Regions from separate parts of the Mus musculus genome. Here region 2 is linked to region 1. Evidence: chromatin contacts called from public promoter capture Hi-C data. All regions are on one chromosome and are shown on one strand. The core of a region is the stretch at or near the end of the contact, and the rest is flanking DNA. Distances in the headings are between cores, read along the strand shown. Region 1 overlaps Srpk1 (serine/arginine-rich protein specific kinase 1). Region 2 overlaps Brpf3 (bromodomain and PHD finger containing, 3).

What was found. Capture Hi-C pulls out chosen DNA fragments and counts their contacts.
Region 2: a promoter capture Hi-C map of liver shows a contact between it and region 1. The contact joins two enhancer-like sites. A contact is called at or near these places in 2 of 484 Hi-C or Micro-C datasets (bone marrow-derived macrophages and nephron progenitors), 6 of 115 datasets of contacts at active chromatin or transcription factors (bone marrow-derived macrophages, effector CD8 T cells, embryonic stem cells and 3 more) and 3 of 9 other capture datasets (adipose tissue, liver and pancreatic islet).

Annotation. Positions count from the first base shown.
Region 1 is chr17:28,587,428-28,594,245 of GRCm38.p6, reverse strand. It overlaps Srpk1 (serine/arginine-rich protein specific kinase 1), which reads left to right. Exons shown (of 16, transcript NM_016795.4): 13 at 1-76; 14 at 1,959-2,028; 15 at 2,953-3,045; 16 at 4,005-4,658. The coding sequence ends at 4,189. Among named protein-coding and RNA genes, the nearest start is that of Lhfpl5, 15 kb to the right of the region's middle. Within about 2 kb of position 2,650, at least 31 of the 459 cell types and tissues checked have an H3K27ac peak or open chromatin away from gene starts, as enhancers often do. A contact at or near this core is called in liver, where this site is marked.
Region 2 is chr17:28,810,914-28,817,131 of GRCm38.p6, reverse strand. Brpf3 (bromodomain and PHD finger containing, 3) reads right to left here. Exons shown (of 13, transcript NM_001081315.1): 4 at 2,415-2,546; 5 at 1-67. All of the region lies in intron 1 of Gm35883 (a long non-coding RNA gene), which reads left to right. Among named protein-coding and RNA genes, the nearest start is that of Gm35883, 9.5 kb to the left of the region's middle. Within about 2 kb of position 4,556, at least 17 of the 459 cell types and tissues checked have an H3K27ac peak or open chromatin away from gene starts, as enhancers often do. A contact at or near this core is called in liver, where this site is marked.

The sequences.
Region 1 (6,818 bases), core at 1,401-3,900:
GCAGTATCGGTCTTTGGAAGTCCTGATAGGATCTGGCTACAACACCCCTGCTGACATCTGGAGCACAGCATGCATGGTGAGCCCTGCCCACTGCCTTCCCTGTTTGCTAATGCAGTACTGAGCAGAGTGTCACACAGCTGCTCTCAGTGTTATGTCAGAAACCATGGGCGTGGCATGGTGGGGTGAGGGCAGGGGTGGGGTGGGTTGAAAGCCATTGTTCAAAGGCATTCTTTTTCCTGTATTGGTTACTATTGTCCTTGAGCTTATAGCCTTGACCTGTTTGCAGACTTGGGATGCCACTGGAAGGATGCTGTCCTCTGCAGTGGGGCCACTCCTCAGATGTCTGGGTCAGTCAGGTGTGAAGCCCGGGCACCTGTGAATCCACACGTCGCTGCTTTACGCTGGGGAGTTTATGCCTTGATTTAGTTTTCCCCTTTGTTACAGTCTGTGCTTGTCAACATCAGCCAGTGGGCGTGCTTTCCTGTGGACCTAGGCTTTGAGTTTGAGTTGAAGCTTTCTGTGCTCAGAAAGACCCTGACTGCTCAGGCCACACAGGTTGGGGACATAGTCCCTTCACTTGGTTTTACACAGTGGCCTTGGGTTCCTGCTTTTCCAAGTCAACTCACACTCAAACTGGCTACAAGCACTAGCTTGGTATTTTGTTACCCTTTATACCTTTGTACAAATTCAAGACCAGACATAGAGAAGACAGCTTGGTGGGCATGGGGGTGTCACACTTGCTGAAAGTGTCACTCCCAGGGAAGCTCCCCTGTGTGTCAGGTTTGCACACTTACACTTTAATTGCTGTTTTATTAGTCCCAGCAGTAAGCCAAGAGGAGAGGCTTACAGAGGAGAGGTGGGAACTTGTTAAGCCTGGTGAGGCAGAAGGATTGCCAAGAATCCAAGTCCACCTTGGGCTGCATAGTCTGGAAAATGTCCGTGTAATCTGGAATGTAAATTATGTTTCCAACTCTGTAGGATTCCAGTGCAGGATGGGGCTGCTTGTCTCATGGGTGGTTTATGTGCAGCCTCTCAACACCCGCTGCGCCCTCTGCTGGCCACGGGGAGAAACTGGGGCCTGGAAGAGAGCACTGTCATCAAGCTACATATTTCTGGCTACAGAGTGCCATGATGAAATCTGACTCATCTCAGATACCATTTCTTGGTGGCTAGAAGAGTCTTGAAGGCCCATGACCTAGCTCTGGATAAAGGCACCTGATAAGCTGACTCCAAGCCCTGAGACATACATGGAGGGAAAGAAAGAGCCAACTCTTAAAAGTTGTTCCCACAGTCACCAGAGAGCTAGTAAGAAACAAGCAGCTAAACATTTGTTGTAAAGAGCATCCCGCTAGAATCCTACAGACATTCCAGGTTACAAGGACATTTTCCAGACTGTGCGGCCCAAGGTGGACTCGGATTCTTGGCAGTCCTGCCTCGCCAGGCACAACAAGTTCCCGCCTTTCCTTTAAATTTTTTTTTGTTTTGTTTGGGTCCCCCCTCCCCTGCCGAGACAGGGTTTCTCTGTGTAGTCCTGGCTGTCCTGGAACTCACTCTGTAGACCAGGCTGTCCTCAAACTCAGAAATCTGCGTGCCTCTGCCTCCCGAGTGCTGGGATCAAAGGCGTGCGCCACCATGCCCAGCTAAACATTTGTTTTAAAGAGCATTCCGAGCGCTCCGTCTGTTGAAGTGCGGCTGTGTTGTGTGGTGAGAAGCAGTTAGCCCACTGCTGGTCGGCTCCGCTCTGCTGTGCTCTGTGCTCTCCTTTCCCTCAGGCTGCCCCAACATCAGTGCTGACTGAGGAGGCTTTTCTCCTTTTCCCATTTTATTGGTCTGTAGCTGTCATTCAGAAGCAATCTGAGATGCTTCTCAAGTGGCCGTCTAGGTTTGGGATCAGATAGCAGAGGCTTTGCAGCTGTGTTCTGTTTCTCTGATACTTTCATGCGCTGTCTCTTCCTTAGGCCTTTGAACTAGCCACAGGGGACTATTTGTTTGAGCCTCATTCAGGGGAGGATTACACACGAGATGAAGGTGAGTCCCGTTTGCCAGCTGTTTGTGTGTAGCTGTTTTGCTTTTCACTGTAACTGGCATCGTTTGTTGGCACCAAAGGCCTCTGGTACTGCTCTAGGTTTGTATGAGACCCCAAAACAGGAGAAATGCAGCCAGCGTAAAGCTGGGTGGGACAAGGATGTCGTCATAGCACTGAGGAGGCAAAGCCAGTAAGGAAGTGCTTGCCTGGGAAAGTGTGAGCTAAGGAGTGCAGTGTCTATGTAAAAGGTGCCGGTGGTGTGCTTGCCCCTCCTCGCAGTTGGTCAGCACTCCCTTGGTGGTCCTTTACTTAGCGGTTGTGGAGGTCTGCCATGCTGACGTGGCATTTGCTCTGCTACATCCTGGTTATGGCTTCCAGAGCAGCTGCAGTGTGGCTAAGCTCAGGAAGCTCACAGTCAGGCAGCACGCTTGTGGGCCTCAGGCTTCCTGAACACTGTGCTCTGCTTTGGTCTCACGTTGACCAGCTAATCCTTGAAGCTATTCGTGGGAAGCCTTGTTTGCTGCTTCCCTTCACCTTGACACTGCTGTCTCACCCCTATCTCTGCCCCCCTGGCACTTGCTGCAGAGCTGATAGGCAGGCTTCCAAGGCCCTTTGGCTACAGTTGGAAATGGTCACAGGACTTCCTCGCTCGCTCTCAGAGACAGACAGGCTCAGGGACACAATTTGAGGGAGCAGAGCTTCTCACACCAAGGCTGACTCTTGATCTCACTGTGGAGAGAGCAGTGCTGAGGTGTTTGTCTTTGGAGGGGACCCTGCATTAGATAAACTGTCTGTTTCTTCTGCTTTAGGTCAGAAAGCAAGTATGCAGTGCCTTACAGAATGGTATGTGCACCGCTCTGTATGCTGTGTCTAAAGTCACTTCTGTCATTCTGCTCTGTTCTTTCCTCTGAAATGTCTGTATGCAGACCACATCGCCCTGATCATAGAACTTCTGGGGAAGGTGCCTCGCAAGCTCATTGTGGCAGGAAAATACTCCAAGGAATTTTTCACCAAAAAAGGTAAAACCAATCTGTCTGTTCCCAGCCATTAAAGGAATAAAAATGTCTAAAACAAGAAGGTAAGTCTATCTGGGTCATGTCCTCTAGCTCCTGCAGAAAGCAGGAAGGACTCCCTGAACCCTCGTGTGGCTTCGCAGGTGCTGGATGGTGTGAACAAATGCTCCGCTCAGCTACACTCTTGGGTTTATTTGGCTTTTGGTTGGTTTCTTCCGTGTGTTCAGGCTGTCTTAGAACTTATATCTGTGCCCCACCCCTACTTAAAACTGTGTTTGGTTTTGTGTTTCTTACACCTCAAAGCTGAGACTGAAATGGAAAATAAATCTCACTCGATGTAGAGAGCTATGTGCTCTGGTGTGTCAGGCCTCATGCCTTCTCCTCAGCTGTGACAATGCTGAGTCACCCTTAGAAGGTGGAAAGGTGCTCTCCAGGGTCCTTTTGTGTGCAAAGTCAATGGTGCCCCAGTCACCTCACTTGGAGGTTCTTATCACTTGCCTGGGGAAGTTGTTAGTAAGTAACTGGTTGCTTTTAAGTTATTTGTACGGGCAGGGAAGAGGACCCAGTCCCAGCTGCCTAAGGCCAAAGCCAGGATTTGAAGGTCAATATGGGCAATATAAGCAAGACCCAAGCAAAAGCCTGAAAACCGTCACTTCAGGCTTGAAGGCACACCTCAGTGCTAGGAGGCTGCCTTGCTCACAAACGCTGGTGTGAACCGAGCACCATTTGTAGAAGGGGAAAGATCCAGCCCAAGGAGCAGTTGAACTGAGCTTTCTGAGTGAGGCCAAGCTGCTAGCTGTGTGGGTGATCTTATACAAGTCTGTCATGCTGTTAGCTTTTTATTTGTAAATCATTGCCTCATTTTGAAGCAGCTAGAGTATTGAGCTGTAGAAGGTTGAGCCATTGGGATGCCTGAACACACCATGAGAGGTGGGGACTGTCTGAGCCTGTGCTGTCTCCCACAGGTGACCTGAAGCACATCACCAAGTTGAAGCCTTGGGGTCTTCTGGAGGTTCTGGTGGAGAAATATGAGTGGCCTCAGGAGGAGGCTGCCGGCTTCACAGATTTCCTGCTGCCCATGTTGGAGCTTATGCCTGAGAAGAGAGCCACTGCTGCTGAGTGTCTCCGGCATCCTTGGCTAAACTCCTAAGCCAGTCCTGCCACTGCAGCAGAGCTCATCATATGGACCTTCCCTCCAGCCCACCCCTCAAACTTCCCTCTCCTTTTTCAGGGCAAAGCTCTTTCTTTCAAGGGTTTCTATTTTTTTTTTAAACCAACATGTTCATTTGGGTTTGCTTCCTTGATCCTGTGGAAATTCCCACGGCCATTGGGCATCCTAGGTGAATTTGGCCTTGGTTGGGCTCTGCCAAAGACTAAAAGTGTGAACAGCCTCACCCTCTGCCCTGCCATCTTATTAGGTTGTCAGTGCCCTTTCTAAGAAGAGCTGTGAAGATCTGTGAGCCCATCCATCCTCTTTATTCACTGACTCTGAGAGTCACACTTTCTCGTGCACATCCGCCGCCAGCACAAGATTGAGGAGGGGAGGGCTGTGGATTCTGTGAACAGCAGAGACATTAAATGCGCTGTATCCAGGCTGCATCATCTTCCTGGATTCTATCTGTGGTTTCTATGCTCACATTTTTTTCCTGCGACTTTTATGCTACATTTTTCGATGAGCAACCAGTTTGGGTACCATTTTATCACTGTTGAAAGTATTGTTGGATCCCTCTCATCTTCTCACAACTAAGTTCCTGGAATCTTGAGTCTGTTGTTTTTGTTTTTTTTTTTTTTTTTTTTTTTTTTTTGGTTTTTGTTTTTTTTGTTGTTTTTTTTTTTTTTTTTTTTTTTTGGTTTTTTTGTTTTGATTTTTCGAGACAGGATTTCTCTGTGTAGTCCTGGCTGTCCTGGAACTCACTTTGTAGACCAGGCTGGCCTCGAACTCAGAAATCCGCCTGCCTCTGCCTCTCAAGTGCTGGGATTAAAGGCGTGTGCCACCACGCCCAGCTGAGTCTGGTTTTTAATGTAGACAAAAGAGAACCAGTGAATTTCAGTTACTGGGAGCCTCAGGTGTTGTGAAATAGTCCTTTTCTGTGTCCTGTGTTGCCGTAAGAACAGTCATTTCAGTCTGTCCTCCCATTTAGAAGGCCCTCCTGGAGCTTTGCCTGCTCAGCTTGAATGGACTGACTGTCTTGTAACGAGCTTTGGGGTGATCCAGACAGGAGACGAAGGTTTCTGAGCTGCCCTGTTCAGGGAGTGTTCCCTCCCACATTCCAAGGCCTTCCCAGACAGCTCTGCTTCCATCCACAGCTTTCCTGCCTTGCCTAGAATTCTGGCCTTGACTCAGTTTCTCCATGTGGCTGTGCTGTTCTCATTTCTCAGAGGCCTTTGAGATCCTGGGTGAGGAGCCAAGGGGAGGAGAGGCTGGCACTTTTCTCAATCGTTTTCCTGTTGGTTTTGACATGAGTCATCCTATGCTGCTATTTCCTTGTATAATGTAAGGTTTCTGTTTTGTTTTTAAACATCAATTTTGAGATGATTGAAATGTACTTGAGGCTTTTTCTTCTTAATGCAAAAAGGCTTTGTGAACTTTGTTTTAGGCTTGGCCCCTCATAGACTTGATTACCTAAACATTACATGTTCCTGGGGTGAAGCGTGCACGCATCAGAAGGACAGGATTGGGGTCACGTGACAGCTGCTTGCAGATTTTAGCAAGGACCAAGTGGGTCTTGATTATAGCACTCTGGAAACAGCTCAGTTTCTAACTTGGAGAAAGCCAGAGTCGCAAGCCTAGGCTCCCCTAAGCAAGCTCACTGAAACGCACCACTGCCTCCTTCCTGTGTGGAAGACTGGAGAGTCACCCTCATGATTGGCTCACCAGCAAGCAGCTTCCTGTAACTCATCAACTTCACCTGAGGAACTGGCCAGCCATTCATTGGCTCATGCTTGGTTATCTGGAACCAGACTTGTTCCTGTAGAAAGAGTTTTAAGTCAGGTTATCTATGCACCTATCAAGAATAAAGAGAGCAGATGACATCACATAACGGCAGGGAAATCTTACAGCAGTTTTAATCCACTCTGGGTTGTCAACTGTATTGACATCTAAAGCAATAGCAGACCTACCTGAAACTCCTTCTCAGCAAATCTCAGTTGTGGGATTATAGAAATCCTAGTGACATTAAGGTGACCTAACCAAGAAACACAAGCCAACAGCAGGTCTGTTTTAATCATTGACTCCATGGGAAATTTTAATGGGGGTAGAACCTGGAACCTCATTCCAGACATAAGTCCCACCAGATAAGGGCTTTCTCCTTGCTGCTTGAGGAGCCAGAGAACCTGGGAGAGTGGAAGGAGACAGGCGCAAAAGCTGCCCTTCTGTGGGCTCCTGAGCTTGGCCGAGCAGTTGGTGCCATAGAGGCCAGGTCTCCCTGATGGACTGCTGTTGGCTCCTGGTTAAAGATAAGGCCCCCCGAGGCCCTGATACGTTTTATATTCTTTCTACTGAGTGCGATGTTTGTGTCCTCACAAATGCAGATCAATAAACAGAGTATTTAATAACCTGCTTGGTTCCACAAGTTTGGTTTCTTTGTTGCCCAAGCAGTTAACTAAATATGCAATGAAACAGTAGCATAGGTATTGACCTTTGTGGGGGTTGTAATTTTGTTTCTCTAACTCTTTTTCCTTTTCTCTCTTTTTTTTTTTTTGTTTGTTTGTTTTGTTTTTCGAGACGGGGTTTCTCTGTGTAGCCCAGGCTGGCCTTGAACTCAGAAATCCGCCTGCCT
Region 2 (6,218 bases), core at 3,307-5,806, 220 kb before region 1:
GAGTCGTCCTCAACAGGACCGTAAACGGCATCAGCTCCAGCTCCATGGCAGCCTGCTGTACTTTGACCTGCAATGAAAGTAGGAGTGATCAGAGTGTAGACCTGCTGTCAATCAGGTGTAACAAATCTCTGCAAGGGGTGACACCCGCCACCCCACCTGAAGCTCACACAAGCAGTGCAGGTCCCGTGTCACAGTCACAACTCCCAGTGTGTGAGGGTGGAGAGGTGCTGGCATCCTGGGGCTTTGCCCCCAGGACGGATCAGGAGGCCTACAAGTGGGCTCTCCCAGGAGTGACTGCTGTTGAGGCCAACTCCCATGTGCGACCCCTTGCTCGGGTGCTTTCCCGTCGCGACAGACTGCAGGAAGGATCCCTCTCACCAGCCTGCCACCATGCCTTTACTTCCAGCCTCCAGCGCTGGGAGCCAAATCAGCTTCCCTTTGGAAATGGCCGGGTCTGTGATAACCTATCCTGGTGGCAGTGAACAAATCAGAATAGCCACCTTACAAATGTTTCCTACTCATCACGAACCAGACCACAACTTACCGAAGTCATAGCAATTATCGACTGTAGTAACTAACACCAGTAATAACTCATGCTAGGTCGCAACGAACAGCCTAAGCCCTTTAAAGATCTCTTGTTTTTTTTTTTTTTTTTTTTTTTTTTTTTTTTTTTTTTTTTAGTTTTTTAAGTCAGGGTTTCTCTGTGTAGCCCTGGCTGTCCTGGAACTCACTTTGTAGACCAGGCTGGCCTCGAACTCAGAAATCTGCCTGCCTCTGCCTCCCGAGTGCTGGGATTACAGGCGTGCGCCACCACACCCGGCTAAAGATTTCCGTTTAGTTCTGTGTAGATGTGTGCCTGGGGGCGGGTGTGTGGGGCTGTCTAAGCAGCTCCTGTAACACTGAGGGTCCAGGTCCTGACAGACATTTCACACAGAGGAAGAGGAGTCACAGAGAGACCAAGAGACTGGCTCCAGATCACAGAGCTAACAGGACAGTTAGCGTGGGGCTCCAGTCAGTTTCCACAGAACTCCTGACCATTATTAGGCCACACTGCTGCTCTCCCTGTATTATCTCAGTTAATGACATGGCAACGGAAGCAGAGATTAGTGCTCCCACTTTAGAATCTGGTACATGGAGTTTGGTGACACGAGTGAGTTAACAGATTTACCTGGTTGGAAAACAAACTGAGAAGTGATTGAGCCCAGGCCTTAGTCCAAGCGCACTGACCAAATGTAAGCACACATGTATCTCATAAGCACTGAGAGCTCACCCTGTGGGCCAGGGTGACTGGGGAGTCCAGGCTCAGCAGAGCTACAGTGGTACCCTGTCCAATGTCATCTTACAGGGTGCATGACAGGAAATACCACACAGCCACCAGTAAGGCAGATAAGCTCCTGCTCTTGGCCACATCAACATAAACCTCCTCTTTTTTATGAACCCGAGGCAGGAAGACAATCTAAGCTATAAGACCAAGCCTGGGTACAATTACAGTTTGACCTGTGAAGGTCTTGCGATGTCCTCCCTGCCCACTCAGGCTAGACGCAGTTCAGAGCTGCCCAGGACAGGGAGTGGAGCTCAAGCTGCTGGCCTAGCAGAGAGGGGCGTGTGGCTGTTGAACTGAACGGCAGGAGGAGGGAGAATTTTAACCCACCCCTCGAAAGCATTCGAGTAACAGCTGCTATTCTTGGACTAGAGAGAACAGTTTGGGCTTGTCATCCGTTCAATTAATAATATTTGCTCTGTGCCATGTGCAGAGAACTCTCACAGACACCCCAGTGGGGCAGAGGACCAGTACTACCATTAGTAACAACAGCAGCAACCTCTCCAGCCCTGACTATGTGCCAGGTACTAAGTATTCTCAACTTCGACAAATATAAATTCATCTATCTTTATGATGTCAGCTCTGTCGTTATCTCTATTAAAGATGAGAAAACAGTGAGGTATACAGAGATTAAAGTTTGTTTAATGTTATGGAAACAGAAAGTAACAGGCCAGGCTTTAGACCCGGTCCAGCAACAGCACACATGATGCTCCTGAACCACATGCTATGCTGTATCCATGCCCTGTGGTGGGGGACTTTGAATGTCCTTGGACTGAGACTCCAGCTCCTTACAGGCCAGGAGAACCTAGCAATGCCACAGAGGTGCGCCAGAAGCCTTTCAGAACATTCAGGTCAGAGTCCCTCCAAACACTTCTAAAGCAGACATTCCATCAAGGGCGCAGGCACGTGGGACTAGGCACAGGCTCCAGCCCAAATGAGTTGAACCGCGAAACACAGATGCCTCCAGGAGCACTCCACCCAATACCAACCGAGCAGAGCGTGGAGCCCACAGTGCTCAGCACCAGAGGGACACAGAATGCTGGCCCCAGAGGAGTGAGGGGAGCCAGCGAGGGCCTGGCAGGGCTCTGCTTACCTGCTCCCGCTTGAGCTTCTCCCTTTTGCGGATGAGCTCGATCAGCAGCCGCGCTCGCTCCAGGTCATGGCGAAGTTTCTGCCAGTATTTGAGCTCCTCCTTCACTGCACTAGTCTTCTCGTCCTGCTCCCGCTAAGCAAGGCAAGAACAAGGGGGCTGTGGTCTCCTTCCTTTTGCCTCAGCCTCCCGCCAGCCCTGAGGTTGCTGAAGGCCCTTCCCCAGCACCGCTCAGGGCCCCGGGCCCGGGCTTCCTGGTGCTAGAGTGAGTCTTCAGCACTGTACTACAAGAACAAACTGAAGAGAGGCTTCTGACAGCTTCCCCAGCCCCAGGGGCACCGCTGGCCGGCCATGGCCCTCACAGCTGGAAAGCATTTCTGAAGAAACTCAGTAAGACTAAGGGGTTGAAGGAATCGCACCCTACAGCTTTGCCTTGGCTAGAAAACAGTGAAGTTCTTACTAGTAGATGGAGGTTTAAAATAGTTTGGTCAGGGCTGGAGAGATGGCTCTGCAGGTTAGAGCACTGACTGCTCTTCCAGAGGTTCTGAGTTCAGTTCCCAGCAACCACATGGTGGCTCACAACCATTTGTAATGGGATCTGATGCCCTCTTCTGGTGTGTCTGGACAGTGATAGTGTACTCATATATAAGATAAAGAAATCTTTAAAAAAAATAGTTTGGTCAAACAGTGAAAATCAGCAAATGCGGGGCTAGAGGGTGGGTACCGCTCTTGCACAGGACTGATTTACAACTTCCTCTAACTCCAGCTCCTAGGAATATGCCTCTGGTCTCTACAGGCACCTGCACACAGTGGCAGCCACTACCTGCTTAGTGTTTAAACACAGGCACACACACTTGAGAAGTAAAAAAACAAATAAATAAAATAAACCTTAAAAAAAAAAAAATCAGTGAATCCTGTTCCAGAAGTGGGCACTGTTGCTGAGGGATTTGCAACACAGGAAAATGACAGCTTAAAGGAACCAAAACCTGGGCCATAAAAGAAGTAGAGAATGCTGAGAGAACCCCCTCTGGCCTCTGAGGTACCAGGTCTCAGGACACACACTCCCCACACATTTATAATACACACACAAATTAAAAACAAAATAAACGGGGCTGGCTCAGTGGGTTAGAGCACTGACTGCGCTTCAAAAGGGTTCTGAGTTCAAATCCCAGCAACTACATGGTGGCTCACAACCATCTGTAATGGGATCTGACGCCCTCTTCTGGTGTGTCTGAAGTCAGCTACAGTGTACTTATGTATAATAATAAATAAATCTTTGGGCCAAAGCAGGCAGGGACTGAGAGAGCAGGGCCGACCCTAGCCAGTGGGGTTGACCAGAGCGAGCAGAGGTCCTAAAATTCAATTCCCAACAACTACATGAAGGCTCAGAACCATCTGTATAGCTACAGTGTACTGGCATACATAAAATAAATAAATCTTAAAAAAAAAAGAATTTAAAAAAATAAACCTTTTTGGGGGTTTGTTTGTTTGTTTTTTTAGACTGAGTTTCTCCGTGTAACAGCTCTGGCTGTCCTGGAACTTGCTCTGGAAACCAGGTGGCCTGGAACTCACAAAGACCTTCCTGCCTCTGCCTCCAGTGCTATAGGATAAAGCTGTGTGCTACCACCACCACCAGCTAAACCTTTTTATTTTTAACTGCTGAGAGAATACAAAACAGAGAGGCGTCTGGATAGGGAGAGGTTTGGCTGGGAAGGCTTGCTAGGGTAAGCTAAGAGCTGCATATGCAGGAGAAGACATGCTGGCCAGCCAATCTAGCCAAACACTGAATTCAGTAACAGAGCCTGGAAGACGCCTGGTGGGCATGTCATCATACACACAAGATGCATGTCCACTGTGTGTGCGCACACAAACACACACACATAAACACTCACACAAACACACATAAACACACACACTCACACACCTCGAAGAAATCAAAAAAGGCTGTAAAGGTGCATAGAGACCTGTGGACACAGAGATCCATGATGGCAATGTGAGGACTTGCTGGGAGGAGCCTGCTAATGCTGTAGAGACTTCAGGAAGCAGAGGTTGAAGAGAGGCCAGATAGATTAGATTGGCCTGTGACTCAGGCTCAGGCAGAGTGAGCAAACGGGAGGCTCGAGGCATGGGTCAGGTGAACTTTGTGCTTCTCTGCAGCGGCGTGGGAGGATCCGAAGGCAGATGGGATGGAGCAGGTGAGAAAGAACTAACTAGTGCTGTGGGCAAGGGGAAGGAACTAAGCAGGAGCAGAAAACACTACCTAAGCATGTGGTGGCTGCCACGTGGGACAGGCTACAGACCACGGGCTGGGCCGTCGCCTGCATACTTACTATGAGAAGCTGAAGGGCAAAGGGCATCTATTCTTATTTTACGAAATTGGGCCACTCTGCTCTCACCCAGCCACCTCTTCTATGACATGACACTGGGCTGGCTGCTCAGGCTGTCCTGGAGTTCATCCTTCAGTCAAGCTGTGTGGATTTTTTTTTTTTTTTTTTGGTTTTCTGAGACAGGGTTTCTCTGTGTAGCTCTGGCTGTCCTGGAACTCACTCTGTAGACCAGGCTGGTCTCGAACTCAGAAATCCGCCTGCCTCTGCCTCCCAAGTGCTGGGATTAAAGGCGTGCGCCACCACCGCCTGGCAACAATACGTTTTTTAACAAAGCTATCTTTTGGCCTCAAAGAGACTAAACTTTTGGCAAACTCTACAGCCCAGTGAATAATATGCTTTGAGATCACTGAGTCTATGTATTCAATCTGCTGTCCTACTATATACTTAGCCTGTTTAGGTTTAAGAGAACAAAGTGTCACTGTTGGATTTCCTATGCAATCAACTTTTATAACCTAAGCATAGCTTTCATCTTATGTTCTGTTCCATGTCTTTGACACAGTTGTGTGTGTGCTGTGATAATCATTTGCTGAAAACAGTCAACAGGTTAGAAATGACCTTAAGGGCCAGGCGTGGCGGCCTTTAATCCCAGCACTCGGGAGGCAGAGGCGGGCGGATTTCTGAGTTCTAGGCCAGCCTGGTCTACAGAGTGAGTTCCAGGACAGCCAGAGCTATACAGAGAAACCCTGTCTCCAGAAACCAAAAAAAAAAAAAAAAGAAAGAAATGACCTTAAATATCCATAAATTTTAAAAACAACATGTGGATATAGCTTGTTAAGGTCTATCTGCAGTATTGAGTGTTTCTAGGTCAAGATATAATGACTTCTTCCTGATAAAACTGTCTAATTGTTCTGTAAGGAATCATTTCACTTGGGCTGGAGACACAGCAGAGCACTTAAGAGCACGGGCTACTGTTGCAGCGGAACAGGGTTTGGTTCCCAACACCTACACTGTAGTTAACAACCATTTATAATTTCAGTCCCAGGCCAGCCAACACCCTCTTCTGGTCTCTGTGAGCAACAGACACGGACATGGTACACAAACACTCATGCAGGCCAAATACTCATACACACAAAATAAATCTCTAACAACCAACCAACCAACCAGAATCTCTCATTCGGTCCCCATCCCATTGTTTCTGTGCTGTTCAATTAATACAGAGGAAAGCCCTGTTAGGTACAGGCAGGGCAGACATCAGACACAGGTATAACTCACAGGCACAACAGACAAAACACACACACACACACACACACACACACACACACACACACACACACACACACCAGGCAACAGAAAGACTACAGATAAGCCAGAGAGATGGAAGACGCAAGGAGGAAAGTGAAAAACTGAAGTTTGACCAAATGAATTCAAGAGGAAATGGCTTTGTTCTCATTCCTTAATGACACAGTTTAGCGTTCTCTAT